Regions from separate parts of the Macaca mulatta genome. Here region 2 is linked to region 1. The links are chromatin contacts, called in public Hi-C maps. All regions are on one chromosome and are shown on one strand. The core of a region is the stretch at or near the end of the contact, and the rest is flanking DNA. Distances in the headings are between cores, read along the strand shown. Region 1 overlaps PTPN5 (protein tyrosine phosphatase non-receptor type 5). Region 2 has its middle 32 kb from the start of TMEM86A.

The links. Hi-C and Micro-C count contacts between places; a contact is called where the count stands out from the background.
Region 2: a contact with region 1 is called in a Hi-C map of liver, with 8 times the contacts expected there. The contact joins two enhancer-like sites. A contact is called at or near these places in 2 of 14 Hi-C or Micro-C datasets (liver and sperm).

Annotation. Positions count from the first base shown.
Region 1 is chr14:46,655,819-46,659,584 of T2T-MMU8v2.0, reverse strand. PTPN5 (protein tyrosine phosphatase non-receptor type 5) reads right to left here. Exons shown (of 15, transcript NM_001265681.1): 10 at 3,320-3,399; 11 at 2,999-3,136; 12 at 2,362-2,472. Among named protein-coding and RNA genes, the nearest start is that of IGSF22, 7.7 kb to the left of the region's middle. Within about 2 kb of position 1,589, at least 3 of the 40 cell types and tissues checked have an H3K27ac peak or open chromatin away from gene starts, as enhancers often do.
Region 2 is chr14:46,721,423-46,724,939 of T2T-MMU8v2.0, reverse strand. No RefSeq gene overlaps it. Among named protein-coding and RNA genes, the nearest start is that of TMEM86A, 32 kb to the right of the region's middle. Within about 2 kb of position 1,844, at least 4 of the 40 cell types and tissues checked have an H3K27ac peak or open chromatin away from gene starts, as enhancers often do.

The DNA.
Region 1 (3,766 bases), core at 340-2,839:
CACATAACCCAGCCCCAGGACTCTTCTCCTCCTCTTGCTTTGCCTCGCCTGCGTGACTCACCTCTATCTTAGTGCTGCAATTGGTGCTGTAAGTTTTACCACCTCTTCACACTCCCCGCTTCACTGCCACCTTGACCTTTATCATTGCTTGAGTGTGGGAGATTTCTGCCTCATTCCCAACTGTCTCAGATCCACAGAGTCAAAATAGTCTGTGTACAACACACTTCTGGACATGCTGCTCTCCTGCTGCAAACGCATGGCTTTGGACTGAATGTGTGTGTCCCCCTAAGTTCACATGTTGTAACCAAACCCCAATATGGTGGTATTTGAAGGGAAGGCCTCTGAGGTGATTAAGTCATGAGAACGGAGCCCTCACAAATGGGATCAGTGCTCTTACAAAAGGGGCCTCAATGATCTTGCACTCCTTCTGCCATGTGAGGACATGACCCTGGAAGTGGGTCCTCACCAGGGTCATGGTGCCTTGATCTTGGACTTCCCAGCCTCCAGAACTGTGAAAAATAAACCTGTTGCTTACAAGCTCCCTGGTCTATGGTATTTTGTTATAGCAGCCTGAGCAGACCACAACATCCTTCAATGTCTCTCACTGCTCTCAGAATAAGACCTACTCTTCTCAGTCCTTCGCCTGGCTAGGAAGACAACTGCTACAGGGCCTGCCCTTCCAGACACACCTCCTGCTCCTGTGTACTTGTACTCAATGCTCCCACACTCCGAAAGGTTTGTAGGTAAAATCTCAGCAGCACATGCAAACACATGTGCACACAAGTGTTCCATCTTCCATGTCCTTTGTTTTATTTTTTTCTCACTGGGAATGCTCTCCTGACTTGTTTGCCCCGGTCAACTCTTACTTATCCTTCAAGACCCCATTCGGCACCACCACTTACAGGAGGCCCTCCCTGAGCACATTAGCTGACAGAGTGTCCTTCTTTTATACATATATACACACACACACACCCCTATATATATATATATATTTATATTTTATATATATTATGTATTTCATATATTTATATTATATTTTATATATACACATATGATATAGATCCTATATTCATCCAATTTAACATATGATATACATATCCTATATTCTATATACCTATCTCTAGCTCAGTACTGACCATCTTATACATGCTTCTCGAGGAAAGAGTCCAAGCTTTGAGAAGCTCTGTGTTCACAGTACCCAACCCAGAACCAAGCTCAGGCCAGGTATTTGTAATGTCTTATGGACAAAAGTAAATTCCCTCAAACTCCAAGAAGACCCGGTTTTTCCCTCATCATCTCCATGGCATTGAGAAGGTGAGCAGCCCTGCCTCATCTCAGCCTGTCTTTCTGTGGAATTTCTACTCAGGAAGCCATTTGCTCAGGTCCTGGGTTACCTGGCTGTGACAGCAACCACTACCTCTGTTCTTGACTTCCTGGCCCTTCATGCCCTCCAACAAGACCTGGATCTTAGAGCTGCTTGGGGAGGGGGGCACTGCTCTTGGGGGCTGAGATGCTTCGACACCCTACCTAGCCCCTATCCAGTGGGAGAGGGAGCAGCTCAGAGGGCCAAGTCTCCGGTATTGTGCTCAGTAACCCCTGTGGCTGTCAGCATCAATGAACCTCCTTGGCTCCTCCTGGATAGGGCATCAGCTTCCTGGTGCCTGGCTCGCCTCTTCCAGCCTTCCCTAAACATGGGTCTTATTTCTCACAAGCAGAATCCACTAATCCCGATTTCAAAGGAACAGTCTCCTCTATTATGCTGATCCTGGAAGAAGCACAACTTCAGGGTGGGAGGATACCTTCCCCCACTCTTCTGGGCTGTTTTGTATTGCTCATATTTTGTGTGTCTTCCTTTTTCTTGCTGTTTTCTGTAACCACAGCCTCCCTATACAACCCCAAAGCAGCAAAGAGTGCCTGCCCTCTTGTGGACAGATTGGGCACTACAGGCCAGAAGCCCAGCATCCCAGGTGAAGAGATGTTTCTAGGGAGGATCTCAAAGTCATGATGAACCCTCAATTATAAAGACAGTGCTGGAGGCTGCTGAAGTCCCCTCATCCGGACAGTCCTGGCCTTGGGTACATTTGAAGCATAGCTAGAAGGCATTATGAATGACAGAGTAGAAAGAGAGAGGAGCCCAACAGCCCGAAATACAACTGAGGACTGGGAAATGCAAGGGGTTTGATTCTACCTCTGGCCCCCAAGTCCTTCACCTCTCACTCATCCATAGTTATCAGAAAATCTGGGAGTGACACTGGCTTTTAGGTCAGTTACAGTGGACTTTGGGGACCTGTTCTCTGTGGAGTCCCCAGTTAAGCCCCTACATTCATCCTCAGCTTCACCCAGCCCTGCCCCAGGCCTCACCTTGAGGGAGATGAGTCGCAGCCGGTAATCCTCCGTGTGAATGACTTTCTGCACAGTGATCTCAACATCGTCGTACACCACCTGCTCCTCTGGCCAATACTCGGTGCATTTCTGCAGGGGCCCAGATCAGGCTGCCATACAATCCTGGTCCCTTCACACACTCTCCCCAACACTCTCCAGGGCCAGCGGAGAGATACACAAGGGCAACAGGGTTGCTGCTACAGAGTGTTGGGTTCAAATCTCAGCTGCAAACTCTATAAGCTACTTCCCCTTCCTGAGCCTCCGTTTATTCCTCTGGAAAACAGAAGTGCTACCATCTGAAGGACTTTCATGGAGATTCAGTTAAATGGGCCAGGAGTACAGGAGTAGCCAACATCTGTCCCGGCAGGCTGGGAGGCAGCAGAGTGCTGTGTTTGAGGTCACAGGCATCGGAAGTGGAAAGACCACCTCCAGGCATGCCTCTATGTGTGAGGCCGGGGCAAACGACTTAACCTCACCAAGCCTCGCATCTCCTCATCTTGGCAGCAGGGTGAACACCGCCAACCTTGTGAGATTGTCATAAAGATTAATCTGAGAACAAGACACTTAGTGTAGGGCGCAATGTAGCAGGCACTCGGAATGGGGACGGGGTCCCTACCTCGTTCATCTCCTCGATGTTGGTGATCATGACAATGATGGGCGTGTGCTCCTGCCACACCATGCGCCAGAAGTCGGCGACCGTGCTGACGATGGGTCCCTGAGTGGCGATGTACACCTTCTCCTCCCCACCGTAGCCCTGCGGCCAGCCAAGTCCAGGCTGTCAGGGTCAGAGGCAGTGCTCCCAGGACCCCATCCCCACACTCAGGCTCTTCCCAGAAGTTGGCAGGAGTCAGACTGGTGTAGGGCCAAGGCTGGAGGATGGATCCCATCGACTCAAGCCTCCCCTTCAGCAAGAGGCTGTCAGGGTGGGAATACGTACCCGGATGTAGTTGGCATTGATGTAGGAACTCAGGGGGTCGTCAGGGTCTGGTGAGGTCAGACACACTCTGCTGTGAGGGTCTGGGGTGGTAGGAGACAAGTAAGGCTGGAAGCTGGGCCCTCTGGGGCAGGGCCCACCTTCTCTGGCCTATTCCAAGATACCCATATTTCTTCTGTGACCTTAGCAGTTCTTCCTTTCCTTGCCCAGCAGCAAAACATTCACCCATTCATGGTTCATTTTGCAGGCGAGGACTCAGGATGAGGAGGAGGGTGGAGACAGAGAGGTGTCCCCGGGTCTCCACCTCTGTCTCTATCCTTAGCCTGTGCCCCTTAAGTTGCCCTATACTCACTGAGTCTTAGCTTCTGGAGAGGAGACAGCTAAGTCAACAATAGAATTACCTAGGGAAATTCCTGTACAGATCTTGGACAGCAAGAGACAGCTAGCTTG
Region 2 (3,517 bases), core at 595-3,094, 65 kb before region 1:
TGCACAGCAAAAGAAACTATCATCAGAGTGAACAGGCAACCTACAGAATGGGAGAAAATTTTTGCAATCTACCCATCTGACAAAGGGCTAATATCCAGAATCTACAAAGAACTTAAACAAATTTACAAGAAAAAAATCAAACAACCCCATCAAAAAGTGGGCAAAGGAAATAGATAGACATTTCTCAAAAGAAGACATTTATGCAGCCAACAGACACATGAAAAAATGCTCATCATCACTGGCCATCAGAGAAATGCAAATCAGAACCACAATGAGGTAGCATCTCACACCAGTTAGAATGGCAATCATTAAAAAGTCAGGAAATAACAGGTGCTGGAGAGGATGTGGAGAAATAGGAACACTTTTACACTGTTGGTGGGACTGTAAACTAGTTCAACCATTGTGGAAGACGGTTTGACGATTCCTCAAGGATCTAGAACTAGAAATACCATTTGACCCATCCCATTACTGGGTATACACCCAAAGGATTATAAATGATGCTGCTACAAAGACACATGCACACATATGTTTATTGTGGCACTATTCACAATAACAAAGACTGAACCAACCCTAATCCAATGGTAGATGGATTAAGAAAATGTGGTGCATATACACCATGGAATACTATGCAGCCATAAAAAAGGATGAGTTCATGTCCTTCATAGGGACATGGATGAAGCTGGAAACCATCATCTGAGCAAACTTTCGCAAGGACAGAAAACCAAACACCGCATGTTCTCACTCATAGGTAGAAATTGAACAATGAGAACACTTGGACACAGGGTGGGGAACACCACACAGCGGGGCCTGTTGTGGGGTGCTGGGAAGTGGGGAGGGATAGTATTAGGAGATATACCTAATGTAAATGACAAGTTAGCGGGTGCAGCACACCAACATGGCACATGTATACCTATGTAACAAACCTGCACATTGTGCACATCTACCCTAGACTTAAAGTATAATAAAATAGAATAAAATAAATTCAGATCGCTGAAATTTTATGGAGATTAATTTGAGTAATAATAAAACTCTGGTCTCCTGTACAGCCAGTTCTGCATCAATTAAACTCCTTCTATATTGTAATTCCCCTTTTTTTCTTTTTTCTTTTTTTTTTTTTTTTGCGACAGGGTGAAAGCACGTTTATTAAGAAAGTAAAGGAATTAAGTAAATTATTAAGAAAGTAAAGTAAAGTAAAAGGAGTCTCGCTCTGTCACCCAGGCTGGAGTGTAATGGTAAGATCTTGGTTCACTGCAACCTCTGCCTCCTGAGTTCAAGCAATTCTCTGCCTCAGCCTCCCGAGTAGCTGGGATTACAGGAGCCTGCCACTATGCCCAGCTAATTTTTTGTAGAGATGGGGTTTCAGCATGTTGGCCAGGCTGGTCTTGAACTCCTGACCTTGTGATTTACCCGCCTCAGCCTACCAAAGTGCTGGGATTACAGGTGTGAGCCACCATGCCTGGTCACAGTTCCCCTGTCTTTTTTTTTTTTTTTTTTTGAGACGGAGTCTCGCTCTGTCACCCAGGCTGGAGTGCAGTGGCCTGATCTCAGCTCACTGCAAGCTCCGCCTCCCGGGTTCACGCCATTCTCCTGCCTCAGCCTCCCGAGTAGCTGGGACTACAGGCGCCTGCCACCTCGCCCGGCTAAGTTTTTGTATTTTTAGTAGAGACGGGGTTTCACTGTGTTAGCCAGGATAGTCTCGATCTCCTGACCTCGTGATCCGCCCGTCTCGGCCTCCCAAAGTGCTGGGATTACAGGCTTGAGCCACCGCGCCCGGCCAGTTCCCCTGTCTTGATACATCAGCTTTTCTAGGCAGCAGGCAAGGAAAACCTGTTGAGTCATTACACCACCACAGTCCCCAAATGAAACAGTTACATATCCTTGAGTTTTCCCTCCACCTCTAGTCACCCTCTGAGTTATGAAGGTTCCTCCTGAAACCGGGGCCACATAAAGTAAGGGAGGAGACCATGCCTCATATTGTCTTATGCCCAATTTCTGCCTCCAAAGAAAGAAGAAGTAAAAACTAAAAGGCAGAAATGAAATCCACAGGCAAACAGCCCAGCGCTGTGCCCTGGGCCTGGTTAAAGATTGACCCCTGACCTAACCAGTTATGTTATCTATAGATTCCAGACATTGTATGGAAAAGCATTGTGAAAATCCCTGTTCTGTTCTGTTCTGTTCCGTTCTGATTACCAGGTGCATGCAGCTCCCAGTCACATACCCCCTGCTTGCTCAATCAATCATGACCCTCTCACGTGGACCCCCTTAGAGTTGTGAGCCTTTACTTAAAAGGGACAGGAATTGCTCACTCAGGGCTCTCAGTTTTTGGAGACGCGTCTTGCTGAAACTCCCGGCCGAGTAAAACCCTTCCTCCTTTAACTCAGTGTCTGAGGGGCTTTGTCTGCGGCTTGTCCTGCTACAAAAGGAGCACATTATTTCAGTCAGCACCATGCTGATCTGTGTTGACTCCCAGAATGGGAACAGGACGGTTTCCCAAACTTTAATCATTTCAGAAGCTGCCTTATGACTTTTGCCATTTCCATTTATCATCTATACTATTCAATCCCTTTTCTTCAGGTTTTTAAAGATTAAATCTTTTTTCTTTTTTTCATTTTTTCTTTTTTGAGACAAAGTCTTGCTCTGTTGCCCAGACTAGAGTGCAGTTGTGTGATCTTGACTCACTGCAAACTCTGCCTCCTGGGTTCAAGCGACTCTCCTGCCTCAGCCTGCCACGGCACCCAGCTAATTTTTGTATTTTTAGTAGAGATGGGGTTTCACCATCTTGGCCAGGCTGGTCTCGAACTCCTGACCTCGTGATCCACCTGCCTTGGCCTCCCAAAGTGTTGGGATTACAGGCATGAGCCACTGCGCCTGGCCTTAAATCTGTTTTAAAAAGAAATCTGGGAATTCACTATCACTCGACTTAAATAGAAGGCAACTGTAAAAACATATGCAATAAAATGATTAAGTTCTGACTAGATACAGTTTTAAAAGAAATTAGCAAAGTGGCTGGATCTAGGATTCAAACCCAGATTAAGCCAGAGACAAGGTCTTAACAACAGTGATTCATGTACCGCCTGAAGGTGCATTTAGGAAACCACTGGGGAGGAATGTAGTAGAATGGAACTTGCTGAGAATGACAGCCAGTAAGGAATGGTGGAGGGTGGGGATGAAATTTAATGGGAAGCCTTGGAATAGGGTTGCCAGATAAATTACAGGACACTCAGTTAAATTTGGATAAAAGTATGTCACAACTAAAAAGGTATTTGTTTATTTGAAATTCAAACGTAATGGGAGGTCCTGTATTCTTATTAACTAAACCTGGCAGTCCTACCTAGGAATCAAAGGCATGATTCCAGCAGGAAATTTATCCTCAGGGAGAGGCAGGCAGTAGTTGCGTCTGTGAGGCCTGTGGTAAGACTAACCCCTGTCACCAGGCGGCAGTAGAGAACCGAGCAGAGCAGGGGGAGGTGCTGATGGTGGGGAGAGAAGAGCGGATGGGAATGGGACTTTGGGGCCG